Linked DNA regions of Mus musculus: regions 1, 2, 3, 5, 6 and 7 are each linked to region 4. The links are chromatin contacts, called in public Hi-C and promoter capture Hi-C maps. All regions are on one chromosome and are shown on one strand. The core of a region is the stretch at or near the end of the contact, and the rest is flanking DNA. Distances in the headings are between cores, read along the strand shown.

Region 1 (3,364 bases), core at 541-3,040, 3.9 Mb after region 4:
AAGATATTTAGTAAAATCTCAGATTTTAGGCTTAATGTATGTGGTCAGAAAGTAAAAATGCCCAAATGTTTTAAATATTTCAACAGCAAAATAGGAAAAAGACCTGTGGGAACTTTTTGCAATCAAAATACTTCTGCTTTTGTTTTTGAAGTACCAGGGGAGGAGAGTGGGATAGGAATCTGTCTAATTAAAACATCCTACTGATTATCTGACAAAGCTTTGATATCAACACAAAAGTAATTTTTACAACTAGTATGACCCCATATAACCCTAAGTCTTCCTACAGTTTGCTTGCTTAATCCAGTCTATCCTAAATGGATAAGCACTAAGACATCAGGAAAAAAATCTGTTCCAAATCCAAAAGTTGTTTGCAGTCTTACTTAAACACAAGCTCAAAGGCAAGGTTTATTGTGTTGAACGCTAAAAGACTGTTAATGTTAAGGTCACATATATTCTACAGTGGGCTCTGCGTGTAGATTCCAGCAACTCACTCATCTTTGAGTGAGAGAGAGCACAACCCCAACAGATGTTAGGTGGCCAAGCATTTTGTATGTACGGCCCTTTTTTAACTAGTTTGTAAAAGTCTCACAAGCTAAATACGCATATAATGTACTTTCATTATACCACTTGGAAGTCATTCTTTTCAGTCACACAAATAGCCTTTCCAAAAAAATGGTGGTTGTCTAATAGGAAAAGAGATCACTACTAAAATAACCCCAGTGTAATCTGGTAACAGTCGGAGTTTTGAGGATTGCTAAATAAGGTATAAGACTTGGTTCTGTGATGGCTGTGAAGAACTGTTTTAAAACTTTCTGAAAAGAAAACAGCTGTTTGGATATGAAATGGTAAGATAAATCCTAACGTAGTTAAAAATTAAAGCATTACCCTATCTTTAAAATGGCTATAGAGTTCTCGACATATATAAGCATTCCGGGAAAAACTTGAAAATGACACACAGGAGACAAGAAAGTAGTGTTGAGGGTGGCAGGACAACACTGGATACGCACTGTGGGCAAACGCACCTTCAGATTGTAAGGCGAATGAGAACAAAGATTTCATTCCCACGATGGATGAAGTTTGGGAACAAATGTACGCGAAGTTAAAGAAGAATCCGGTATTCTTAGGCTCCTTAATTAGCAAGCTATCCAAGCAGAATACAGGGGCGACTCCACTCACAGCTGAACCCTAGTTCACGTCTAGGTCTTTTCCTGACTCACCTCATGATCAGAGACCACAAAGTACAGTCCGTCCCTCCTCGCTGCAAAGTGAGTCCTGACACGCAAAGCCAACACCGTCAGCACCGGCAAGCTCGCTCCCCCACCCCACCTCGGAGAGAAGCGCCCCAAGTTGTGACCAGGGCCCTCCCTCGACCACGACGCGGGCCGCTGAGCACACGCTGATAAGAAACGAACAGTTGGGTTCGCCCGACACTAAAGAAAGACTCGCTTGTTCCGTCCGTTCTGGGACGTCCGAGCCCTCCCTGTGCCCCTTCAGCCATCCCCCGCGGCCTCCCACGAGCGCAGCGACTCAGCCCCTCACCTCACCTGCCGCGCTGGGCCCGGTGTTGTGGGGGTCCGGCGGGGAACGGAGCCAGAGGTGCCAGAGGTGCAGCGCGGCCCCGAGCACGCAAGGGCACAGCAGCACCAGCCAGTTTCGCATTGGCCGCTCCCACCTCGCGCCCCCGCCGCGCTCTCCCGCGTCCCGGCCAATAGCGAGGGGACCTAAGAACACCGAGTGCCACCAGGAGTGTTCGCGCCCACGCCTGGCGTTGTCTCCGCCGCTCTCTCCTTAGATCCGCACCACGAGCGGCGGCCGCTTCCCGGCCAAGGCCACGCCCCCGCGTGCGTGGCCTTCCCACCCGTTCAGCCCTCCTCGCTCTCGCCCAGCCCTTCAGTCCGCGTCCCTGCACGCTCCTGTCTGCCGGAAGGGCGGGAGCGGTAGTCCCTCGCTGAGCCCAGGAGGGAGGCGTGCCTGAGATTGTAAGCCCGAGAAACTACGTTTCCCAGAGAGCTATGCGTGCTGCTACGCAACGCTGGAGGCGAAGTGCACACACGAAGCATGCGCGTCTCTCATCCGGCCGCGGTGCCTTAGCGGCACACTGAGCATGCGCATCCACCTTCTTGCTAGGGTTCCCCTGTAGTAAAGGCGGGTACCGCACACGGGGAACCTGCACGTTAACTGCTCAAGTTGCTGTACGACCCCCTCCGCTGTGGACATTGCTGCAGGGCGCATGACCTCGAGGAGCAGTTGCCCAGTCGGGGCAGGTTTGTATGGCACCTCAGCGCTCAACGAAATAATAGTGTGCTCCCCTGACCTATCCCATAAGAAGCGCAGCGGGGAGCCTGAGCGCCGAGTAGCAGGGAGTTTCCTGCTTCCCTCTAGTAAGCAACGGCGGGTGAGGAGGACGAGAAACACCGGGGCTTGCTATGGAAAGCGAGGACAGAGGAGAAGCCCGGATCTGGAGGCTGCCTGGGTGCGCACGCGCTCCTCACTAGGGTAACTGTCGGGAAGCACAGAAATGAGAGCTTCAGCTGCCAGATGACTTTGAAAAGTTCCCACCAAGTTGAGGTGACCAAATGTGTGAGGGCTGGGTTTGCAAAAGATCCATCTCCAACCAGCGTTAGGAAACGAGCGGACTTCACTGGAGCCACCTCTCAGGCTCAGCACCATATTGCCACTGAGTAGCGGTTTTGTATTAAAAAAGCAATTGTAGTAACACACACACACACAGACGCCCCCAGTGTCTCACGTAGTTAACAGGAAACTATTCTGCAGAGGATGGCCTTGAACTCTTGATCTTTCTGTCTTCATCTCCACAAGTGGTGCTTTGGGATGGAACCCAGGGCTTAATCCTTACTAGGCAAGCCCTCTACCAACTGAGCTATATCCTCAACCTGACACTGTTAAGATTGACTTTTTTAAAAAGATTTTATTTGATTTTTTTTTTCATTTGTGTGTGTACGCATGTGCAGGCTGGGGGGGGGGGCGTCTATCCCATCCCCTGGAGCTGGAGTTTCCCCGTGTTTGTGAGCCACCCTGTAGGTACTGGGAACTGAAATTGGGTGCTCAGGAAGAGCAGCCAGATCTCTTAACCATTGGGCCATCTCTTCAGCCCCTTAAGATAGCTTTTTCTTTGGCTATTTTTGCAATGTTTTTAATTTCAATTTTTTAATTTAGTTTAATCAGGTAAAAGCTGTGTTCTACTGTACTGTTTTATTATGTACTTAATAAAATAACTCACGTGGTCAAATTTGTTCCCATGAGAAGAAACTTGTTTGAGCGGTGATGAAGCTGAATGGTAGGGCCTTACCTACCAATGGGCAGTCTTGGGTTGATGCCCAACCTGTACAAAAAGGGGAGGGGA
Region 2 (3,699 bases), core at 579-3,078, 3.6 Mb before region 4:
ATTTATATAAGACCTGCAGGCAAATCTTGATATTTTGCTAGTTGTATACTCTGCTCTTCTCAGCCAGTACAGTCTGACGAATCACATTCCCTGGAATTCCTCCGGTTTTTATTACTAGTATTGGAGGATCCTTTCCATCTTTGAATGGCTGGAATCAGACTTAACAGTTTACAACTCTAAATTATACAGATGCTAGGACTTTGCAGGATTGGATGGCCTGAGGATGGGGCTTAGAATGTAGAATTCAATTATCTTTGGAGAGAAGAAGGACCAAGATGTGCCAATTTTCTTTCTAAAGTGTGTGTGTGTACGTGTGTGTGTGTGTTGTTGTTGTTGTTGCTGCTGCTGCTGCACAAGGTCAGAAGAACCCCTGGATGCCCTATAGCTGGAGTTGTAGGATATTATAAGCCGAGAGCCTAACCGCTGTGAACTGGGTTCTCTAGAAGAGCAGCAAGGGCTCTTAACATCTGGACCATCTCTCTGGGTTAAGATTTAAAAGCCCAACTATTGAAAGGTGACATGTTGCAGTAGGATGTCAAAGACTTGCAGGTAACTGGGAACTAGGAGACTTTAAACCATTTACCAGGACTGTTAGCCTGCAGGGCCCAAATCTGTCAGCGGGCTGAGGAATTACTGGGTTTCCTCCTCTAGCCTGGAAAGAAGAGTCTGCTTGGAAAGCAGTGACTAACAGTTAGACAAACGGGGAACAAAAATTTGCAATTCTCAGGCAATTTAACATATTCCTGGGTATGACAGGCTACTGTAGAATTTGGTCCCAATTTTTGACTCTATGGCTAAGCCCCTTTATGAAATTTTGAATGGACCCAGAAATAGTTATGGGTTTGGAACCTTTAAAAGGGGATTTGACATCTGCTCCTACCATGGGAATTTGGGGCTTGCAAAAGTCTTTTCAGTCAACATGGAAAGGATGGAGTCCTAATGTGAGTTCTCACTCAAATGATTGGAGGTGAACCTCAAACTGTGGCCTATTTATCAAAGTAAATGGCTAACAAGGGGGATTATAGGGGAGGGAAGGGTGGTAGGGGACTTTGTGTTAGACACTATAGGAAGGACTTAAACAGATGATTTGTTTGCTCTGAGTTAATCTGCACACAAAACATCTTAAAGCTGTGTTTGTTCTGACATGTTTGTTCTGAGTTAGCTTTACACACCATTGGCTTAGCAGACTGCAAAGCATATAACTGACACCACTATACATTAACCAGACTAAGCTCTGTTGAGTGCCTTCGTTCGAAGTCAAACAAGATAAGCTTAAAATAACAAAGTGAACTTCACTTTTTTTTTTCCACTTTTTTTTTCAGCAGCAGCAGCAGCAACAACAACAATAACATAGAAACTTTAGAAAGAAAATCGGCATATCTTTACCCCACTTCTCTTCAAATATCATTGAATTCTAAATTCTAAACCCTACACTCAGGCAACCAAATAAAGAAGGCACAGATAGGAGTCTTTGGAACTTGGTGGCAAAAGGGTGGGGAATGAAGAATAAACTTGAGCACTAATAATTAACTTTGGTTCTCTAGAATCCAACCTACATGATCATGCCAGCTTTTGCCTAAAGCCCAACCTAAAGATTCAATTGCTGTGTCTGTTTGCTGGTGGCTGTGATTACAGCCCGAGCTTTGTTATTCTAGTGATAGAGATGACATCTCTGTGTGAAAACAGTCAAACGAAATGGTCTGATTTATGTAAATGAAATCTTTCAACTTAGACCCAGTCAGGACACCACCGAGTTGAGTCCTGGTCCTCCCATCGTCCTAGAGCGGAGCCGGAAACTACTGGGCTGGAACGCAGATTTTGAGAGACGTGTGACTGACCCTGCGACCAGGGCGAGGGGGACGTACGGTGATCGGGTTCCAGCGGAGAGAGAACCCGCAAACTTGGGACTCTCGAGCGGAGGGTCTGGTTGATACACAGAAACTCTCCACACCTCGGAGCTGGGAGGACCAGAAGCTGGTGCGTGACGGAAGCTGCGGGGCATGGGAGAGGGAGGGAGCTCAGGACGTAGTTGGTGAGGCGGTTTCCTGCTGTTGCGCAGCTCAAGCTGACTGCAAGCTCCAGCGTATCTCCTACTTCAGCTTTCTGATGGCTGAGATTGCCAGCACTCCTGGGTTCTGTTGCTTTATTTTGTTGTGAGGGATTTTTCCCCCTTTTTTTGTTTGTTGTTGTTTGGTTTTAAGAGCGTTTCGTGAAGCCCGTGTTGGCCTCATCATTTGGCGGCGTATACTCTTAATTTGAACTCCTGTTTATCCTTCTATCTCCGAGCTCTGAGCTCATAAGCTGGAGCTGCCACACATGGCTTCTGCATGTTTAAGTAGTTACCACTGTAAGTAAATAGAATATTTGAGTAGATAATCCGAAATAGATGGGTAGACAGAGGCGGCTTTAAAAGGCATACGTGAGAGAACAGCGAATACAGAGGCCCTAAAGCTGGAGCTTGTCTGTCTTATTTAGGGATTAACGAGGGCACCAGGGTATTTCGAGCGCAGTGAATAAGATTGCCACAGAGGATAAGTAAGTGAACAAAGTGGCCATTTGGTTGTGTGAGGAACTTGGTCTTGGGTGATAGAAGGACATACTCAGACAGGTCTTGTAATTGGACACCCATAATGTGCATAGATTAGAGGATGAGCAGAAATGAAATCAAGAATGGGTTGCAAACCAAAGTTGGGTGCAATTAAAAACCTGCATCTGAGCATAGTGACTAATTTCTATAATCCTAGCACTTGGGAGAATTGCCCATTGTGGGCTAGGGAGTGAGAGCCTTGGGGAAAAGGAAAACTGGCAGGAAATCTGGCAGGAAGTGAAGACTGACTGTTGTAGTTGTGGCCAGGTGGATCCCACAGCTTTTGCTTCTGGATCAGATGTACACACACAAGAGAGAGAAGGAAAAAATAAATTCATAATTCGGGGGTCTGTAGATTTAAAAAAGGACCAAAGGTAAGTTCAGTCCACCGTTGGTGGTTCACGTCTTTAATCCCAGGTTTGGAAGGCAGAAGCAGTCAGATCTCTGAGTTCAAGGCCAACCTGATCTACAGGGCAAATTGTCGGACAAACAGAGCTACACAGAGAAACCCTGTGTGTGTATGGGGGAAGGGGTCTGGAGGGGGGGGGGGCAAAACCAAAAAAAAAAAAAACAAACCCCTGAAGATCAGCTTGGAAACCTGTGTAAAATCATAAATTCTTCAACTCTTCAAGTTTCGTCTGTAGTGTGAGGTCGTTCTTAGTGTGGTGTCTGTGGAGATTGACTAAGCAAGGGACGCACAGGTGGAGCAGCTCTGTTGGCTTGTTGACTGTGACATGAGCTGTGACTAATCAATAAGAAAAAGGTTAAAGGGTTTTCCCTGTAAGAGTGGGATATATAAGGAACCAAGAACAAACAACAGTGGTAAGTTTGGTCATTAAAGCATAAGGAAAATTTAGACCATATTAAATGTTAAACTTGATCTTGATGGTGATGGCAACTCATTGTGTGCAACATGCTTCATTTCCCCCGTAGGAAGATCTCAGGTGCAGTGTGGCAAGTAGTCCGTGTCGGGAAGACCAGCATTTAAAGCAGTGGTTCTCAGCCTTCCTAATGCTGCGGCGCCCCTTTAATACAGGTCCTCGTGTTGTGAGGTCCAACCACAAAATTATTTTCACTGCTATTCTATACCTGTAATTTTGCTGCTGTTATGA
Region 3 (3,297 bases), core at 198-2,697, 3.4 Mb before region 4:
TTACTTAAGCAGTAAAAAGCTCTGTTCATTTCCATTCAGTTCTAAAACAGGTTTACAGGGAAGTGCTGGGGACACAGATTAAGTGATGGGCACTGCTCGATGTGAATTCAGCCAGCCAACAGTGACTGTCTGGCTTGGTATCCTGGGTCAGAGCGAGTTCGAGGCGTTCAAGGCCTATGGAAGTGTACTTGGCTCCATGTGCATCTCCTTTGTCAAGGGAGGGTCTCCTCGCGCCGTCCCAGTCGCGGCACGCGTAGAGGCGGTTAGCAGGGGCGCTCGGGGTGGGGGTGGGGGTGCTCCTGGCCTCGCCAGCTACAGGTTCTCCTTCCCAGTCTGAGTGCGGAGGCTCCGCAGCCGACAGGGAGGAAATGACGGCGGTGGGCCCCACGTCCGGCTCGCCATTTTCTCGGTATCAAACCAGGAAGCCCCCGGCTCGCCCCTTTGTCCGCCGGCCCGGCCCTACCTTGAAGCCCTCCACCGCCTCCTCCAGGGGCAGCACGCTGTGGCCGCGGTGCTCGCGCGAGCGGTCGCACACCACGCAGATGGGCATCTGGTCCTGCTCGCAGTACAGCTTCAGAGGCTCCCGGTGCTTCTCGCACACGCCCATCTCGCCGCCGGGCCCCGACGGCCGCTCGGTGCGCAGCTGCTTCACCAGCTGGGTCACGTTGGCCAGGTGCCGGTTGGGTCGCATGTGGCGCTGCGGGAAGGTCTCCCGGCACTGCGGACACGACACGTTAGTCTCCGCGGCACCCCAGCAGCGGGCCAGGCACGCGCAACAGATGTTGTGGCCGCAGTCGAGCATCATAGGCTCCACGAAGTACTGAAGGCACACGGGGCAGGTGGTCTCCTGCTGCAGGCACTCGGCCACGCTCCCGGAGGCCATGGCGCGGGCCGGCTGGGCCGCAGGGCATGAGCCCGGAGCCGAGCTCTGTCGGAGCTCAGCGCGCTCGCTCCGCTTCTCGGCTCCGGAGCGGGGCGGGGCCTCCGGCGCGGGGATCGCAGACGCGCGCGGAGCTCTCGGGCGGCCAGACCCGTCCCCGCACAGCTGCTCCTCACCGACAGCACGGGGAGGAGGCCTGGGCCCCGGAGCCCGGCTGAGAGCCGAGCCGAGGGGAGTCGGGAACCGGGCGCCGCGGGCTGGCTCACCGGGCAACGTGGCCGCGTCGGAAGGGGTCCCGCGGCCGCGCAGACTCCTCAGGGCCGAGCGGAAGAGGTGGGCCGGGGGCGGGGCCTGGCTTCCCGCGCCGCTCTGCTCTCTCGGGGCGGGAAAGCGGGTTTCCTCTGCACAGTCCTGGGTCCCCGGCACCCAGCCCGGGAGTCGGTCGTGGCTGTCGCGTGCAGTGGGAGCAGAGTGTCCCCTGGCAGTGGCGTCGGGTCACTCCAAGCGTCTGTGGGCCCGTAGTCTTCTGCTGAGTTTCCTCTTAGTGGCTAGGCCTCGGCTCCTTTAAAAGTAAGATGGCTTTGCATAAATGCCGGAAAGCTGGGCGGGGAGACCAGCTAGGCCCCTCCCAGTGTGACACACCCAGCTCCAGGCGTTAACAATCGCTAGAAAAGGGTTTAATCATCAGCAACTTTTCTCAGGGGCAGAAACGGAGAAGCCCAGTTCTATCTCCACCCTAAAGTAAATCGGTTTATCGTTCCGAGCCTCATTTTCTTCTCGTGTGAAATGGGGACCGATCGAATCCCGACCAGAGTGCTGACCAGACCATGAAGTCCTCCCCCATCTCCCTAGCTCTACCGTTACTAGGGAGCCACCCCACCGAGAGCCCGCTTGTGAGTCCCTAACTTCTTCTCAGGCTCCTCAGGTGCCCAGTGTCTCACTTCCTCAAGTGAGTAGCCAGACCCGACGTGTCAAAGGGCTGCCTGGCGACACACTTCTCTCTCGTCTTCCCTGCCACCTGCTGAGGAACCTACGTGGCTGTGGGTTCCTATGAGACCCTCGAAGAAACAACCCGGATTCTGCCACGTGGGCCTCATTCTCAGAACACTCCCCCACCCCCACCCCCACCCCCACCCCTCACCTCCAGCCTGGGCCCTGCGGCGCTGGGGCCAAAAATTCTGATTGTCCACTGTAGTGTTGTCCTTCTGCCCATGACGTTAATAACTCTTCTAATAAGTTCTTACTCCCAGCAATCTAGTTCAGTGCCCTCCTTGAGCTCCCATACCCTATTGCTTTCAGGAATTTTCCCCATCAAGGAGTTACACCTTTTTAAACAAACAAACAAACAAACAAACAAACCACAGCTTGAGCATAAAGATCTTTATCCGCTAGTTTAAATGAAGCACCCAGTACATCGAATGACATTGAGTAGAACCTAAAACTTGCTTGTTTCTGCCCAATCGAGAGTCCTGTGATGACCGGAGGAGGTCTTGTAGCCTGGTTTCTTATCACAGAATAGGTTTTCAGTTCTGTGCGCTGTCACTTATGCCATGGCCTTTCCTACTCTCCTTTGGGATTGACTCCGTGCCTGCCCTTGTGTTTGAGCAACAGGGAATTTCTGTATCCAGGCCATCACTTCACTGGATTCTGCTTGATTCTTCCCTATGGGACAAGAAATCCGAGGTACTTAACAAGTCTCGCTCATCCAAACCTCCATTCTCCCCACCTGCTCTTTGAAACTCCAGGCTCAAAACAACTCAGCACACTTCCAGTAAATGGTAGAATATTTGTCCTAGGCTACACTGTAGTCTACTCTGCTACAAAACTGAAGTTGAAAGGAATTGAAAGTGCCAGTCTTACTCCAGAAGGAAGAATTCAGTTTTGCAAGCCGGTGTAGAACTATGAAAAATGCAGGTGGCAGATATGTGTTCTTAGGTCATCAGTGCGGCTCTGGATTTTAGCTTTGTCATCCAGGGCTCATGCGGTCTCTGCTTTCCTAACCTCAAGGCAGATGGCCTGGACAAGCCAGGTAAGTAGGGCAAGGTGGAGGAAGTAGGGGAAAGGAAGCGCTCCCCCTTCCAGGATTGCTACAGGCTCCCTCCTTTCTCAAGCGATAACTGTTTTCTCTTTCTCCACTAATTTAGTAGGCTTGTCATGAGCTTTATGGCTGAGTTGCCTACTCATTTCCAGTGTTTTCAGTGTTAGAGCTCGAACCCAGGACGTTAAGCTAGGCAAGTGCTCGTCTCAGACCCATCCACGCAGTTTTTGTGTTTGTTCCTCCACCTTGGCCTAAATTATTGCAATACCTTATCTGTTTGCAAATGACTTGGAAATGATTCAGTAGTTAGATGAATGAAATTGCTGCTATGAATTTTTTTTTAATCAACTATAGTTGTCAGAGAAACCCTGCTGCTAAG
Region 4 (3,332 bases), core at 262-2,761:
TTTTTCTGAAAAGCTCTCCTCCTTAGTACTCCGAGTTAACAATGATGTCAAGAAGAAATTTGCTTTAGGTAACATACTTCTGAAATTTCGTTTCCCAGTATCTTTGCTTTGCCCCCTTCTGTGTAGAAGGTTCCACTGGGTGTTCCACTCAGGCCTGTCTTTGTCAGAAGTAGCTATTCAAACCTATCTTCTAGCAAGTATCTTTTGTAAACTTCAAAGTCTGAGCTTCCATCAGTTTGTGAGATGATGCTGAGGTCAACTTGATTACTAAGTATTTAAGAACTAAAAGCCAGCTGATGATCTGAATAAATTTGTTAAGGGGTAATTACATGTACCCACTGAGCAATGTTTATCTTCTTTCCAGTATTAATGACCAATAAGCCTTTTAGATTTTAATCTAATTACCCCGAATACCTAGCCTCTAACTGAAGGGCAATCTTAAGGCAAGAGATGAGGGCATTATGTAGCTGACAGCTCATAGCTTTAGTTAGATATAATTACAGGTGAAAGTACAAAGAGGGCAGCTTCCACTACTACAAAATGTTTTTAAGGTTCCTGGGATTTTTAGTAGTCCTCCTTGATATTTTGACTCATCTTTCAGATTTACTTAATGCTTTTGCTTTATAAAGAGATTTACTTATTTCATGTATGTGACACATCAGAAGAGGGATCCCCATTACAGCTGGTTGTGAGCCACCATACTGTTGCTGGGAATTGAACTCAGGACCTCTGGAAGAGCAGTGAGTGTTCTTAACCTCTGAGCCACCTCTCCAGCCCTGTGTAAGGCTTTTTAAAGGTTCCGAAACGTCAGTGTCGCGGAAGCTCGAAGCTATGAACACCAAGTATATTTTTAGGTTACGATGGGTCCTTGAACTTGGGCGTACGTGAGTCTAGTCAAGCTAACGTCACATTCGCCCTCTGTGGGGAGTCTGCTCTCACAGATGTTCCGATCCCGTGGCTGGGGAAAAGGTAGTCGTCAAGGTTCTCCCGGGTCCTGCCGTGACCTTTTCACTGGAGGCGAGCAACAAGCGCCATGAGTGGCGCCGGAGGGAAGGCCTCCAGCGACAGCACAGCGCAGCCCACGCCTCCTCTCCTTTCTTTAACCCTGCTCCTCCGTCCCACCCCTGCCGGAAGTGGAGTGGCTCCTCGCGTCACTTCCGGTGACGGCCAGGGTCCCGGCGGGCGCGAGCACGCAGCACCTCCCCTCGCCCGCGCTCGCTCTCTCCATCGGCGTCCCCGAACGTGACGAGCGTGCGCGCCGCCGACCTAGCGTTGGGTTTAGGGGCAAAAGTCTTGAGGAACGCGGCGAGTGGGTGGTGCGCGGCGAGGGCTCGGCCAGCCAGTCGCGTCGCCGTCCCGCAGGGAGAACGCGGAGGGCAGGGAGGGGCGAGCGGCGCGCGCGGAGCCCGCGTGGAGGGGCGGAGGACAGCGAGCCGCGCCCCCGCTCCGGAAGCTGCGCGCAGTGCCCTCGGGGCGCCAGGCCCAGGCCCGTCCGAGCGCCGCGGGGTGTCGCCGCCGCCGCCACAGGACGACGTGGACGCGCCGCGGCCGGCCGGCGACGGAGGCGTGCTGTGGTCGCGCCCACTGCCCTCCCGCGAGCTCGCCCCCGACGTCAGGACGATGGAGTGAAGCGCGGCCCGCGGTGGCACTTCCGCGTTGCGCCGCCGGAGCCCGAGGCCGCCGCCGCCGCCGCCACCGCCGCCGCCCGGCACGGCCGGCTTTCCGCCGAGGATAGGATCCTCCCGCGCCAGGCCCTGACGCCGCTGCGCACACACCGCGACTGGAACCGGGGACGCGCGTCCCGACCCGGATTATCGTGGCGCGACTCCCGGCCGGCCCTGCTGCTCGCTACCCCTCCGCCGCGGCTGCCGTCCCCCTTCCCGGCGGGGGACATGGCCAGGGTCTGACCCCGGAGGAGGCCGCACCCGCGCCGCACTCTGCGGCGGGCTCTAGGCGATGCCGAGTAGCTCGGACACGGCGCTGGGGGGAGGCGGGGGCCTGAGCTGGGCCGAGAAGAAGTTGGAGGAGCGCCGCAAGCGGAGGCGATTCCTGTCCCCTCAGCAGCCGCCGCTGCTGTTGCCGCTCCTGCAGCCGCAGCTCCTGCAACCGCCGCCGCCCCCGCCGCCTCTGCTCTTCCTGGCTGCCCCCGGCGCGGCCGCCGCCGCAGCCGCCGCCGCCGCGGCCTCCTCCTCTTGCTTCAGCCCGGGCCCTCCTCTGGAGGTCAAGCGGCTGGCGAGAGGCAAGAGGCGCCCCGGAGGGCGGCAGAAGCGGCGCCGCGGGCCCCGCGCCGGGCAGGAGGCGGAGAAGCGCCGGGTCTTCTCGCTGCCCCAGCCGCAGCAGGACGGCGGTGGCGGTGCCAGTAGCGGCGGGGGTGTGACCCCGCTGGTGGAGTACGAGGATGTGAGCTCCCAGTCCGAGCAGGGGCTGCTGCTGGGGGGCGCCAGCGCGGCAACGGCGGCGACGGCTGCCGGGGGAACGGGGGGCAACGGCGGGAGTCCGGCCTCCTCCTCCGGCACGCAGAGGCGCGCGGAGGGGTCGGAGCGCAGGCCGCGCCGGGACCGCCGCAGCAGCAGCGGCCGCAGCAAGGAGCGCCACCGCGAGCACCGGCGGCGGGACGGGACGCGCAGCGGCAGCGAGGCCTCAAAGGCCCGCAGCCGCCACGGACACAGCGGCGAGGAGCGGGCGGAGGCCGCCAAGAGCGGCAGCAGCAGCAGCAGCGGCGGCCGCCGCAAGAGCGCGTCGGCTACGTCCAGCAGCAGTAGCAGCCGCAAGGACCGGGACCTCAAGGCCCACCGCAGCCGGACTAAGTCGTCCAAGGAACCGCCCTCGGCCTACAAGGAGCCGCCCAAGGCCTACCGGGAGGACAAGAGCGAGCCGAAGGCCTACAGGCGGCGGCAGCGGTCCCTGAGCCCGCTGGGAGGCCGGGACGAAAGCCCGGTGTCCCACAGGGCCTCGCAGAGCCTTCGGAGCCGCAAGTCCCCCAGTCCGGCGGGAGGTGGCAGCAGTCCTTATTCCCGGCGGCTGCCGCGCTCCCCGAGCCCCTATAGCCGGCGCCGCTCGCCCAGCTACAGCCGCCACAGCTCCTACGAGCGGGGCGGCGACGTATCCCCCAGCCCGTACAGCAGCAGCAGCTGGCGGCGCTCGCGCAGCCCCTACAGCCCAGTACTCAGGTGAGTCCTGTCCCCCCAACCCTAGGAGGCGGGGAAGGTGGGGCGAGGCGCCTCTGGTTTACTCGGTCCGCTTCCCAGGCCAGCGCTCCGGGTCGGAGGGTGGGTTTCTAGCGGAGAGGGGAGTGCTGAATGCACCTGTGAGGGTGGGAGGGACCAAGCGAC
Region 5 (3,176 bases), core at 182-2,681, 3.8 Mb after region 4:
ACTTAGAAGGGGGAACAAAATAATCACGGGAAGTAGAAGGTAGGGAGAACTTGGGAGATATAGAGGAATGTGTTCTTGTGTAAAAGTATAAAAATTCAAATGATCTCTTCTACAGTAAGTCATTCAGGGTAAACTCAGTAAACGTTTCTGGGCCAAGATCACTTAAATTTGGTTCAGAATAGCCTATCTCTTTTCTAGCATGTGTTTTGTATCAACACTTCCTTGAAAAGCATGAAGTTACAATAAATGTGGAGATATTGGCATGGTGGGCCAAGCCTGTGATTTTAGCACTTGGTAGATGGAGGCAGGATATTAAGGAATTAAGACCAATCTTGACTTTGGTAGTTAGGTGACAGAAATCCGCCTGCCTCTCCCTCCCGAGTGCTGGGATTAAAGGTGGGCGTCACCACGCCCAGCTTGACTTTGGCAAGTTTTGAGGCCAGCCTAGGATACGTGAGACTTTGTCTCAAAACAATCAGCAGCAGCACCTTCATGAAATGTTGTCCTTGAAAAACGCTCCCATCTGAAGGTCTGTGTTTCTATTGGAGACTTGCCAAATGACAATAGTAGCTTAGCCCCTCCAGGCAAGAGTGAGTCATGTTCTATGACTACTGAGACGGTTTCAAACAGGAAAGGTTCTGGCAGCTTATTTCATCTTTCATTAACCACTGACAACAGATTCACTACAGGGTTCTCGTTCACTGCTGTGCAATAAAACAGATTTATAATTAATTATGTCTCCCAGCAGAGTTGTGCAATTCCTCTTGGATTGAATTACAGCACTCTTTTATTACTGTTTTCGTGGTGCTGTCTGGTCAAACTGACTTGGATCCAGCAAAGCCGGAGCTCTTCCAAGTAAGTTTTTGCCAGCTTCAGGTATAGCAATATGAGGGGTCACATTGCGATATGCTTATATACATAGCATCTTAAATTTGTTTTCAATGAAATAGTTACTGGCTTTTTAACATCTAAAAATAAACCAAAACACTCGATTCATAGGAACGTCTTGTTTAAAGTGGTGACTTACTTAAAACATTGCGTTTACTCTTGTTCTCCCTCATGCCTTAGCTGGTTAACTTTTTCTTTCCAGTTCTGGAGGGATCAACACTACACCTTTCTATGTAACTATGAACTCCCTACGGTGATTTAGTGCCCATAAGCATGAAACATTTTTGTTTTTTAGATATGAACCCCCCTCCGCTCCTCCCATCTCTCTTGCCTCGACCTTCCCAGTGCTGATTGTAATTGCCATGAGCCATCACGCCCAGCTATGAACTTTTAGTTCGCGTCTTGAATCAACTACAGTACGCAAAATCGACTGGTCCCACAGTCCTTCGGGGTTGCAGTTCCGGTGTCTACCTTACCAGCACTTCGCGACAATAGGGTTCGCGTTTGGAAGGGCTAAAGTGGTTTTCATCACTTCCTCTGCGGAGGTGGGACTTCCGGTCTCCAGATACTTCCGCCTAGAGCCGAAAGCTTCGTCGCTGATTGCGTGAGGGTCTCTGGGTGCTGACAGACCGGCAGAGGGAAGGTGAGCTTCGTAAGGTCGTGGAGCTGAGGTGGCGAGCTGCCCAATGGGGCTGGGTTGCCTGAGTGTGTGCTTTCTGCTCCGAGACTTCTCCGGTCGGCTGGGCCCCATTGTGGGCTGACCCAGCGGAAGGCTAGTGCGCCTGCGCCAAGCGCCTTCTGGATCCTCCCCACCCCTCCCCCGTTAACATCTGGGCGTGGGTCTCAAGTGATGCTGCCATCTCTTCCTTTTGACGTTTCTGGTGGACAGCGGTGGAGGGTGGTGGGAGGGCAGAGAGGAGTATTCAGATTTTTTTCCCTTTTTTTGAGGGGGATATTTTATTTACATTTAAAATGTTATCCCCTTTCCCGGTTTCCCCTCCGGAATCCCTCTATTTCATCCTTCCTTCCCCTGCTTCTTTGAGGGTGCTCCCCACCCACCCGTCCACTCCCACCTCGCCGCCCTGGCAGTCGCCTACACTGGGGCATCGAGCCTTCACAGGGCCAAGGACCTCACCTCCCATTGATGTTCAACAAGGCCATCCTTTGCTACATATGGGGCTGGAACCATGAGTCCCTTCATGTGTACTCTTTGGTTGATGGTTTAGTTCCTGGGAGCTCTGCAGGGTCTGGTTGGTTGATATTGTTCTTCCTGTGCGTTGCAAACCCCTTCAGCTCCATCAGTCTTTTTTTCTCTAACTCCTCCGTTAGGGATCTTGTGCTCAGTTCAATGGTTGGCTGCTAGCAGCTGCCTCTGTATTTGTTAGGCTCTGGAAGCGCCTCTCTAGAAACAGCTATATCAGGCTACAGTCTGCACACTTCTTGCCATCCACCTTAGTGACTGACTTATCTCACTCAGGATATTTTCTAGTTCATTCACTTGCCTAAGAATTTCATGAAGTCATTGTTTTAATAGCTGAGTAGTACCCCATTGTGTAAATGTACCTCATTTTCTGTATCAGTTTCTCTGTTGAAGGACATCTGAGTTCTTTCCAGCTTCTGGCTATTATAAATAAGGCTGCAATGAACAGAGTGGAGCATGTGTCCTTGTTATATGTTGGAGCATCTTTTGTGTATATGCCCAGGAGTAGTATAACTGGGTCCTCAAATAGTACTATGTCCAATTTTCTTACAAACCTCTAGACTGATTTCCAGAGTGGTTGTACCAACTTGCAGTCTCACAAACAATGAAAATGTGTGTTCCTCTTTCTCCACATCTGCTGTCACCTGAGTTTTTGATCTTAGCCATTCTGACTGGTGTGAGGTGGAATCTCAGGGTCATTTTGATTTGATTTCCCTATGACTAAGGATGTTGAACATTTCTTTAGGCGCTTCCTGGGCATTCAGGATTCCTCAATTGAGAATTCTTTCTTTAGCTCTGTACCCCATTTCTAATAGGGTTATTTGGTTCTCTGGAGTCTAACTTCTTGAGTTCCTTGTATATATTAGATATTAGCCTTCTATCAGATATAGGATTGATAAAGATCTTTTCCTGATATGTAGGTTGCCGTTGTGTCCTGATGGCAGTGTCCTTTGCCTTCAGAAGCTTTTCGGTTTTATGAGGTCACTTTTGTTAATTGTTGATCTTAGAGCTTGAGTCATTGGTGTTCTGTTCAGGAAAATTTCCCCTGTGCCCATGTGTTCGAGGCTCTTTCCCACTTTCTCTTCTA
Region 6 (3,274 bases), core at 226-2,725, 4.2 Mb after region 4:
CTCTGTCTTCTCCCTGCTTTTTCTCTAAGTCCTTTAACATCATCTGACAAGGACATATTCTTCTTACTTATTGTCTGAGGTTCTTCCAGAATATGTATGACCCAAGAAAGGGGGTATTTATCTGTTTATAAAACGTGTCTGGTCCACAATAGGTACTTAAACATCTTTACTAAATGCATATGCTCTATATGCAATTTATTGTCTGGGAAGTATTTTAATGGAAACTAAATAACAGAAACTCATCTCCCCCTTACGTCCTCTATCTTCCAAAGTCTCTCAATATCTGTATGTGTTAGTGTCAACGTGGATGACAGCAACGAGCAGCAGAAAAGTTACTTGCAATGCTCTGTAAATACAGATATCCCCTACCAATCAGCTACATAATAAAAGCTAAGAGCCAACATCTTTATTAGTATAAGGTTACTAGGTGTGGAAGTTAAAAGTAAAGGCAGACCAGCCAAATGCCTTTCAGGAAGAAAAAGCTCAAATTAATGTGCCATATCAACCTGTTAAACAAACCCTGGAGAAAATGCACAATGAATTTGATCCTTAAGGAAATACTGGCCAGAATTCAACACAAATGTGTGTTCTACACGAGTCAACACCTTAAAATTTTTTTCTCACACCATCAACTACCAAGCAAGAGCTGTGTCTGTCTGTCTCTGTCTCTGTCTCTGTCTCTGTCTCTGTCTCTCTCTCTCTCTCTCTCTCTCTCTCTCCATCAAGGATGTTTTGCTGTTTTGTTTATCCCTCTGAGGATTGGATGAGGACACTTTTCTTGACTCCCTGAGCTCCAACCCTCCATCATGAACCCTTGGCCTCCGGTGGCAGAGGAAATCTCCCTGGGTCACGTCCCTATTATATTAGCATCTCAGCCACCGCTCCAGAGGTGCGCGCGAACCACGAAGGGTTGTTTGCAGAGTCCCGCAGCAGGTGTCACGGGCAGGGAAGGGACAGCAAGGACTCCGAAGCACCAGGGTGGGGAATGACAGATGGACCCGCGGCGCGAAGTGAGACGCCCTGAACCTGTCAGCTCCCGCTGTCACCTGCTGGGAAGGACCGGGCAGGCTGAGGGTAGCGGCGGTCCGGGACAAGCGCTTCCCGAGGTGAAGCGCCCCCTGAGGACACCGTCCGCCGCACCAGCCGGCCGGTAAGTAAAGTTACTATGGGGTCCGCGCCGCCGCCACAGCCCTCGGGGCCCGGGTCCGCCTCAATCAGCAACTGTGCAGAGCTCAGAAGGCAAGCGAACCCCGGCCGGGCCGAGCTCCGGGCACCACCCCGTTCCCTTAGCGCGGCACGACCCCGCCCGGGCGGCCCGCCACCTTCCCGCCATGCCCCGCTGAGGTCGAGACCCTGACCCTCTAAAGGAGCCCGCTGCGGTCTTTACCTCCGCTCTGTGGTCCGCCGCGCGCTCTCGCCCGCCGGTGCAGGAGAATCCCGACTCACCAAGGCTGCCAGGCCAGCGTGAGCTCTCACCCCCGCCCCCTCAGGTAACCCGGGAAACCGGGAACACCACCCCCTTCCTCCCCCGCCCAGACCCAGACCCGCTCCTCTGCGCGTGCGCACCGTCCCCGCCTCGAGCGCCTAAAGTCCCGCCCCACCGGGAGGGCACGCTGGGGTCGCCGACGTGATGCGTGGAGAATCTCAGCCAATGAGAGGAAGAAGGCGGGACAAATGCAGCGAGGAGGGCCCTGTGCAGCTTCTCTGAACTCCACCCCTCCCGGCCGCATAAAGCTTCGTCCATCCCAGGCGATTCAGCCCCTAAAAGCGCAAGCCTAGTGTCTTCTTTCTACTGTAAACTCACGTTTACTGGGAAAATTACATCTTTGTTGAAGACTGTACAAAGTGACTGACTGTCTAGAACTTTACCATTACGGAGAGATGATGATCAGTAACCAAGATTATCTTGGACTATCTTTAGGTTCTTTAAAAAAACTGCTTATTACCAACCTTTGTAGCTGACCTAAGATCTTTGTGCCTGTTATGTAAAAAGTTTGGAATGTATTGTTAAACTTAGCCAACGACTGGCTTTTCAGCAGTGCTCAAAAGAAGAGTATCATCAGCTGGAGATTTTCCTGCTATGCTGTAGCCTACCTCCCCGATGTCCTTTCCGCTATATTTGGCAAATGTATTGATTTATGGTCTTTTGTTCTATGGCTATAAGACTGCGTGTAAACCTCTTTCACAGTAGAACATGTAATTCTGGGAAACCCGAATCTCTGTTACTAAGCACTATTCACTCAAAGTTGCCTCAGAATAAACTTTCTTTTGGTTTTTGTTTTGTTTTGTTTTGTTTTGTTTTTTCATGGACAGTATGTGCAATAAACTGTTGTCCTATTTTCTGTTGGAGGTCACAGGATTAAAAAAAAAAAAAAAAAACAAAACAAAAGACAAAAAACGGAAAGGTTCACCAAGATGGAAGCAGGGCTATCCTCAAGATAGCATTGGGGCCTGAACTTATATTTCTGTCAAACAGAAAGAGAGAAACTTGCAAAAATTCTGGGTCCAGGTATGATACCCTACCTAGCCCTGTTCAAATATGCTAGCATACAGTGGGCAATGTGACAAAGATCCTTGCTTAAAGCAAACTTTAGTCAGACTTTGAACCTTCTCCTTGGCCCATGTGCTATGTGTGCACATCTTTGTAAACTCTAGGTTTAGCAATCGCCAAGGCAGTTTAGCAAGAACCCACACATACACAATCACACCCTCCCTATCTACAAAATCTCTCAGTCCCCACCTTTGGTATCTATTCATGCTGGCCTGCCTTCAGCATGAATCTTGTGAGGTTGATGCTACCAACATTCACCTATGTTGGTATCAACCATGAGCTCCACGTTTCTTGACTATAAATCCCCAGGTATCCCTAGTGTGTTTAAATCAGAGGCCAACTATGTACCTGGGTTCTTTTTGTTATGCTAGTCCTGGATAAAATTTGTCTTTGCCATTTTAACTTGTGCCCAGCTTTGGTTTTCTCATGACTATTAATGTTATACACTTTAATATACCAACCTCTTCTGAGTGTGGGAACCACAAGTTAAACAAAAGGATATCTGATCCTCACTACAGTCCAACTAAACCTAAGACTGACAAAATGATGCTGCTGTAGGCATTTTGACAGCTTAGGGGCCACCCTTCCTCTTCTTCCAGCCACAACTGTGGCGGGCCTTTGAGATAACAGAGGCATGGGGGGGAAAGTCAAAGCTATTGATATATTTGGTATCATTTGGCAGTTTTCAAGGTCTTCCCAAATAATACAATTAATAATCAAATA
Region 7 (3,470 bases), core at 643-3,142, 3.7 Mb after region 4:
AGAAAAATTTTCCAGTATCAAAGTTCCAACAGTTAAATCTAGATATTTTCAGATACCTAAAGCTTTTCATACCAATATGAAAAAAAAAAAAAAACTAAAACAGCTGTGATTTATTCCATCAATACACAGACTACTTCTTAGACACATTTCTTAGAAGCTATTCTGTGGTCAACATGTTTACTTCAGTACAACCTGCCCATTACACACAACATATCTTAAAAGAGTCAACTCCAAGATCAGTACACCAACAGTGAGAAAAAGAAACCATACAGAAACCTAAGTCCCTAGAAATACAAGGCACAGCAGGCCAACTCGGGTTTCTTTAGGGAAGGAGCACCAAACTGCTTTAAACATCTTCAGTATTTTGCTTTCTGCTTAAAATTTACGGTCCCGGTCACATAATCAAATGACATTTCCTTTCATCATTGAACAGAGAGAGAGACCCACTACAGTTTCAATATTCAGGTTACTAGACCAGCTTTCCGTTTTACGATTTAAGACGCTTTAATGTGTGCAGTTGTTCCTTCGGCTCCATGCAAAAGGTGCTGTTCTGTTTGGGAAACCTGAACAGCTTGGGTGAGGTTATCTCCTAACTGACTCCATAACTTCGAAACACACAGCCTGTGGATGTTCGCTCCAGCTGACCCTGTCAGGGAAAGCTCCACACCGAGCCACTCCACACACACACACACACACACACACACACACACCTGCCTCTGCAAAACTCGCAGGCCTGCTACAGCCCCGACACTTCCTGAATTCGAAAGCCACTCAAACTGGCTAAGTGACGCCTTACCTTCATGGTGACTCTGGGGCCGCGATCCCCACGGCGACACCAGCTTCACCTGCACCTGGAGGGGAAACAAAGACACCGGGTCAGCACCACCGGCACCACCACCACCCCCGCCCCAGGCCGTAGGGGCGGGGGCGGCACCGAGCGGGGCCAGGAGCCCCGAGCAGGCACGCGCCATCCCACCGCCCCTACCGCCCCCACCGCCCGCCGCCCCATTGTCGCGACTCCACGGACTTTTCCCCCGTCCTCCACGATGACGCCATTTCTGTCAGAAGAAAACTCACAACAAGCCCAGGGTCCGGCGCGGCCTGAAGCGCGGCTGCGACCGTCCAAGCCTACGGAACCGCGATGCCCGGAGCCCCCGGACTGAGCCCTCGGTGAACCGGCGGGCCCTTGGGCTGCGGAGGCTCGGCCCCACAGCGTCCGCCCGCGTCCCGCCCGAGCCAAGGCCCACAAGTGGGAGCCGGGACCGGGCACCGAGGACATCCAGCTCCCAGCACGGCGGCCCGAGGCCGCCGGGCCCACGGTGCGGCCCGGGTAGGGCGGCTCCGGCTCGGCGCGGCGGGGGGCGGGGGTCCCAGGAGGCCGAGGCCCCGCTGCGAGCGCCGACTCAGCCCCGTTGCCATCTGCCCCGATGCGCGGCCCGGCCCGGAGCTTCCCCCATAGAAAAGAATGTCCCTACCTCGGGCACAGACGAGGTCTGAGCCCTGCGGCCAGAGCCCCCTGATCCGCCTCCCCCCACCCCCAACACCAGCAGGCCTGTGGGGAGAGAGAGCGAAGGAGCTGCGGGTCCGCCGGCGGCCGGGACTCCGGCTCCGACTCCTCCTCCTCCCGTGGCGGCGACTGGTACCTTTGTTTGGCGGCCGCTCCGGCTCCCTCGCGGGGGGAGGGGGGCGACAAAAAAATCCCTCTCGGACGGAGGTCCGGGCCCCGGTCTCACAGCCCTCCAGAGGAACACGGCGGCCGACCTTCAGCGGCTCCCTCCGGGCAGAAGTCCAGGCGGTGGCCGTCGCGGCGGCAAACTGCGGCTCGAGACTCTCCCTCCGCTCCAGCGCCCGAGCTCCTCACTCCGGACTCGACTGACGGGCAAACATCGCTTTCCCCCCTCTCTGGCCCCCCTGCCCCTTCTCCCCTCCCCTCGGCCCTTTGCCCCTCCCCTACCTCTTTCCCGGATGCCTCTCAGACGACCTAGGATTGGGTAGGATTCTTTGGAGCCCGCCTCTTCCAAGTTTCTATTGGTTTGAGCGATGCAAACAACGACGCCATTTACCCACCAGTTCTATGGAAACAGAAAGTTATCCCTCAATACTTTCTGGGAATTGTAGTCCAGTCTTCTAGGCCAATCGGTAAACTGACGGACATTAGAACTACCAAGACCGCAATGCCCACTTGCCTGCGTTCGACGAGAGAGGGGAGGGGAAGGAGGCGCGGCCATGAGGCAGAGGGGAGGTGGCATACGACGCCTGCGCAGTGTGATAGGGATGGCGTATTTTCTTGCACTGAGTGCTGCGGCGTCGCTGGCCGCTGAGGAGGGCAGAGATTTCTGTGTGAAATAGTGGGAGGGCTCCAAGGAAGCCTCTTGAAGAGCCGCAGTCAGAACAATAAATTGAGAAGTCGATGTGGGCACTGCTAGTCTCGTACCGGCGGCGGCTTCAAGTCTGAGATCATCGTGGAACCGTGAGCAACAGCGCGGTGGCAGGGGGGACCCGGATGGGGAGCGGGGGAGGGGGCGGTACGGAGGAGGAAGCAGTAAGGAGGGAGAGAGGACCCGGATGCTGACCCGGCTCGGAGTGACTGCCGGCCGGGTGCTGGGATGAGGGGAGGCAGAGGAGCTCGGAAAGAGTGGAAGGGCCACCGGTGCAGCGCAGGGAAGAAGCCCGCCTGCGAGCTTATTACAGCTATGCCTGTGTGGAGCCCTTTCTTTTCCTTCAGAGCCATCGCCCCCCGGGGCTTGGAGTCAAAGGTTCTTGCTATGCGCCTAACAGCTGAGCTCGGTGACCCATATCTGTGTCGCTAGTCTCAAGCCAGAGCCGGCCTATTTTAAAAAGAGAGAGAGATACTTTGCATGAAATTTTCAATATTGTATGAATGTTTGATGCTCAGAGTTCACCCTCTGAGATGTTAGAAGTCCTCATGTGGAAAGAGGGGATGTATAACTTCCTGAACGGAAGTCTAGTCAAAATGAAACCTGATAGGAGGACCTTTGGCTTCGAGAGGTATAGAAAGGTTTTCCTGAGAGTGTGAGAACTAAGCTTGACTCAAGAAGCCAGCCAGAGTTACTAAGGGAAGTCCCTAAAGGAAAGGAAACCTGTTTCAGGAAAAAGACTTCCCAGTAGGAAGAACTGAGGCCCAGAGAGGTGAGGTAGGAATTTTGATCCAGTACCCTGGAGACTGAAACAGGATGACCCTGTCTTCAAAAAAGGAAAAAAAAAAAAATTAAAAACAGTTTTTATCTGGTCCAATGGCCCAGTGAACAATAGGATATCTTGGATTCCTAACTTGAATTGCTAAAATGATAACGCACCCAAAAGAAGAGGAAATGCTTAGCATTGTGGTGGTGACAAGTGCTAAGACCAGCCTGATCTACAGTATGAGTTCCAGGCTAGCTTAGGCCACATAGACCCTGTCTCAAGAAAAAAGTATATAGAGGACAATTAGAGAGGCAGCTACAATTGCA

The links. Promoter capture Hi-C pulls out the DNA fragments that hold promoters and counts their contacts. A called contact is a pair of places that touch in the nucleus more often than the background predicts.
Region 1: a contact with region 4 is called in a promoter capture Hi-C map of pre-B cells. The contact joins the promoter of B3galnt2 here to the promoter of Cdk13 in region 4. A contact is called at or near these places in 3 of 39 promoter capture datasets (cranial neural crest, maxillary cranial neural crest and pre-B cells) and 1 of 484 Hi-C or Micro-C datasets (CD4 T cells).
Region 2: a promoter capture Hi-C map of pre-B cells shows a contact between it and region 4. The contact joins the promoter of Zscan26 here to the promoter of Cdk13 in region 4. A contact is called at or near these places in 2 of 39 promoter capture datasets (cranial neural crest and pre-B cells).
Region 3: a promoter capture Hi-C map of pre-B cells shows a contact between it and region 4. The contact joins the promoter of Trim27 here to the promoter of Cdk13 in region 4. A contact is called at or near these places in 2 of 39 promoter capture datasets (cranial neural crest and pre-B cells) and 1 of 484 Hi-C or Micro-C datasets (adipose-derived mesenchymal stem cells).
Region 5: a promoter capture Hi-C map of pre-B cells shows a contact between it and region 4. The contact joins the promoter of Tbce here to the promoter of Cdk13 in region 4. A contact is called at or near these places in 2 of 39 promoter capture datasets (cranial neural crest and pre-B cells) and 1 of 484 Hi-C or Micro-C datasets (muscle stem cells).
Region 6: a contact with region 4 is called in a Hi-C map of B cells, with 5 read pairs. The contact joins the promoter of Lyst here to the promoter of Cdk13 in region 4. A contact is called at or near these places in 2 of 39 promoter capture datasets (cranial neural crest and pre-B cells) and 2 of 484 Hi-C or Micro-C datasets (B cells and embryonic stem cells).
Region 7: a contact with region 4 is called in a promoter capture Hi-C map of pre-B cells. The contact joins the promoter of Arid4b here to the promoter of Cdk13 in region 4. A contact is called at or near these places in 3 of 39 promoter capture datasets (cranial neural crest, maxillary cranial neural crest and pre-B cells) and 3 of 484 Hi-C or Micro-C datasets (B cells, CD4 T cells and muscle stem cells).

What each region holds. Positions count from the first base shown.
Region 1 is chr13:13,953,100-13,956,463 of GRCm38.p6, reverse strand. It overlaps B3galnt2 (UDP-GalNAc:betaGlcNAc beta 1,3-galactosaminyltransferase, polypeptide 2), which reads right to left and starts at 1,790. Exons shown (of 12, transcript NM_178640.3): 1 at 1,545-1,790. The coding sequence starts at 1,659.
Region 2 is chr13:21,451,856-21,455,554 of GRCm38.p6, reverse strand. Zscan26 (zinc finger and SCAN domain containing 26) reads left to right here and starts at 1,828. Exons shown (of 6, transcript NM_001347491.1): 1 at 1,828-1,977.
Region 3 is chr13:21,178,081-21,181,377 of GRCm38.p6, reverse strand. Trim27 (tripartite motif-containing 27) reads right to left here and starts at 1,447. Exons shown (of 8, transcript NM_009054.3): 1 at 464-1,447. The coding sequence starts at 883.
Region 4 is chr13:17,803,276-17,806,607 of GRCm38.p6, reverse strand. Cdk13 (cyclin-dependent kinase 13) reads left to right here and starts at 1,511. Exons shown (of 14, transcript NM_027118.1): 1 at 1,511-3,170. The coding sequence starts at 1,957.
Region 5 is chr13:14,037,893-14,041,068 of GRCm38.p6, reverse strand. Tbce (tubulin-specific chaperone E) reads left to right here and starts at 1,431. Exons shown (of 17, transcript NM_178337.3): 1 at 1,431-1,531.
Region 6 is chr13:13,588,610-13,591,883 of GRCm38.p6, reverse strand. It overlaps Lyst (lysosomal trafficking regulator), which reads right to left and starts at 1,475. Exons shown (of 53, transcript NM_010748.2): 1 at 1,388-1,475. Gm30836 (a long non-coding RNA gene) reads left to right here and starts at 683. Exons shown (of 2, transcript XR_382086.4): 1 at 683-1,150.
Region 7 is chr13:14,062,206-14,065,675 of GRCm38.p6, reverse strand. Arid4b (AT rich interactive domain 4B (RBP1-like)) reads right to left here and starts at 1,892. Exons shown (of 24, transcript NM_194262.2): 1 at 1,644-1,892; 2 at 797-851. The coding sequence starts at 802. Ggps1 (geranylgeranyl diphosphate synthase 1) reads left to right here and starts at 2,188. Exons shown (of 4, transcript NM_010282.3): 1 at 2,188-2,470.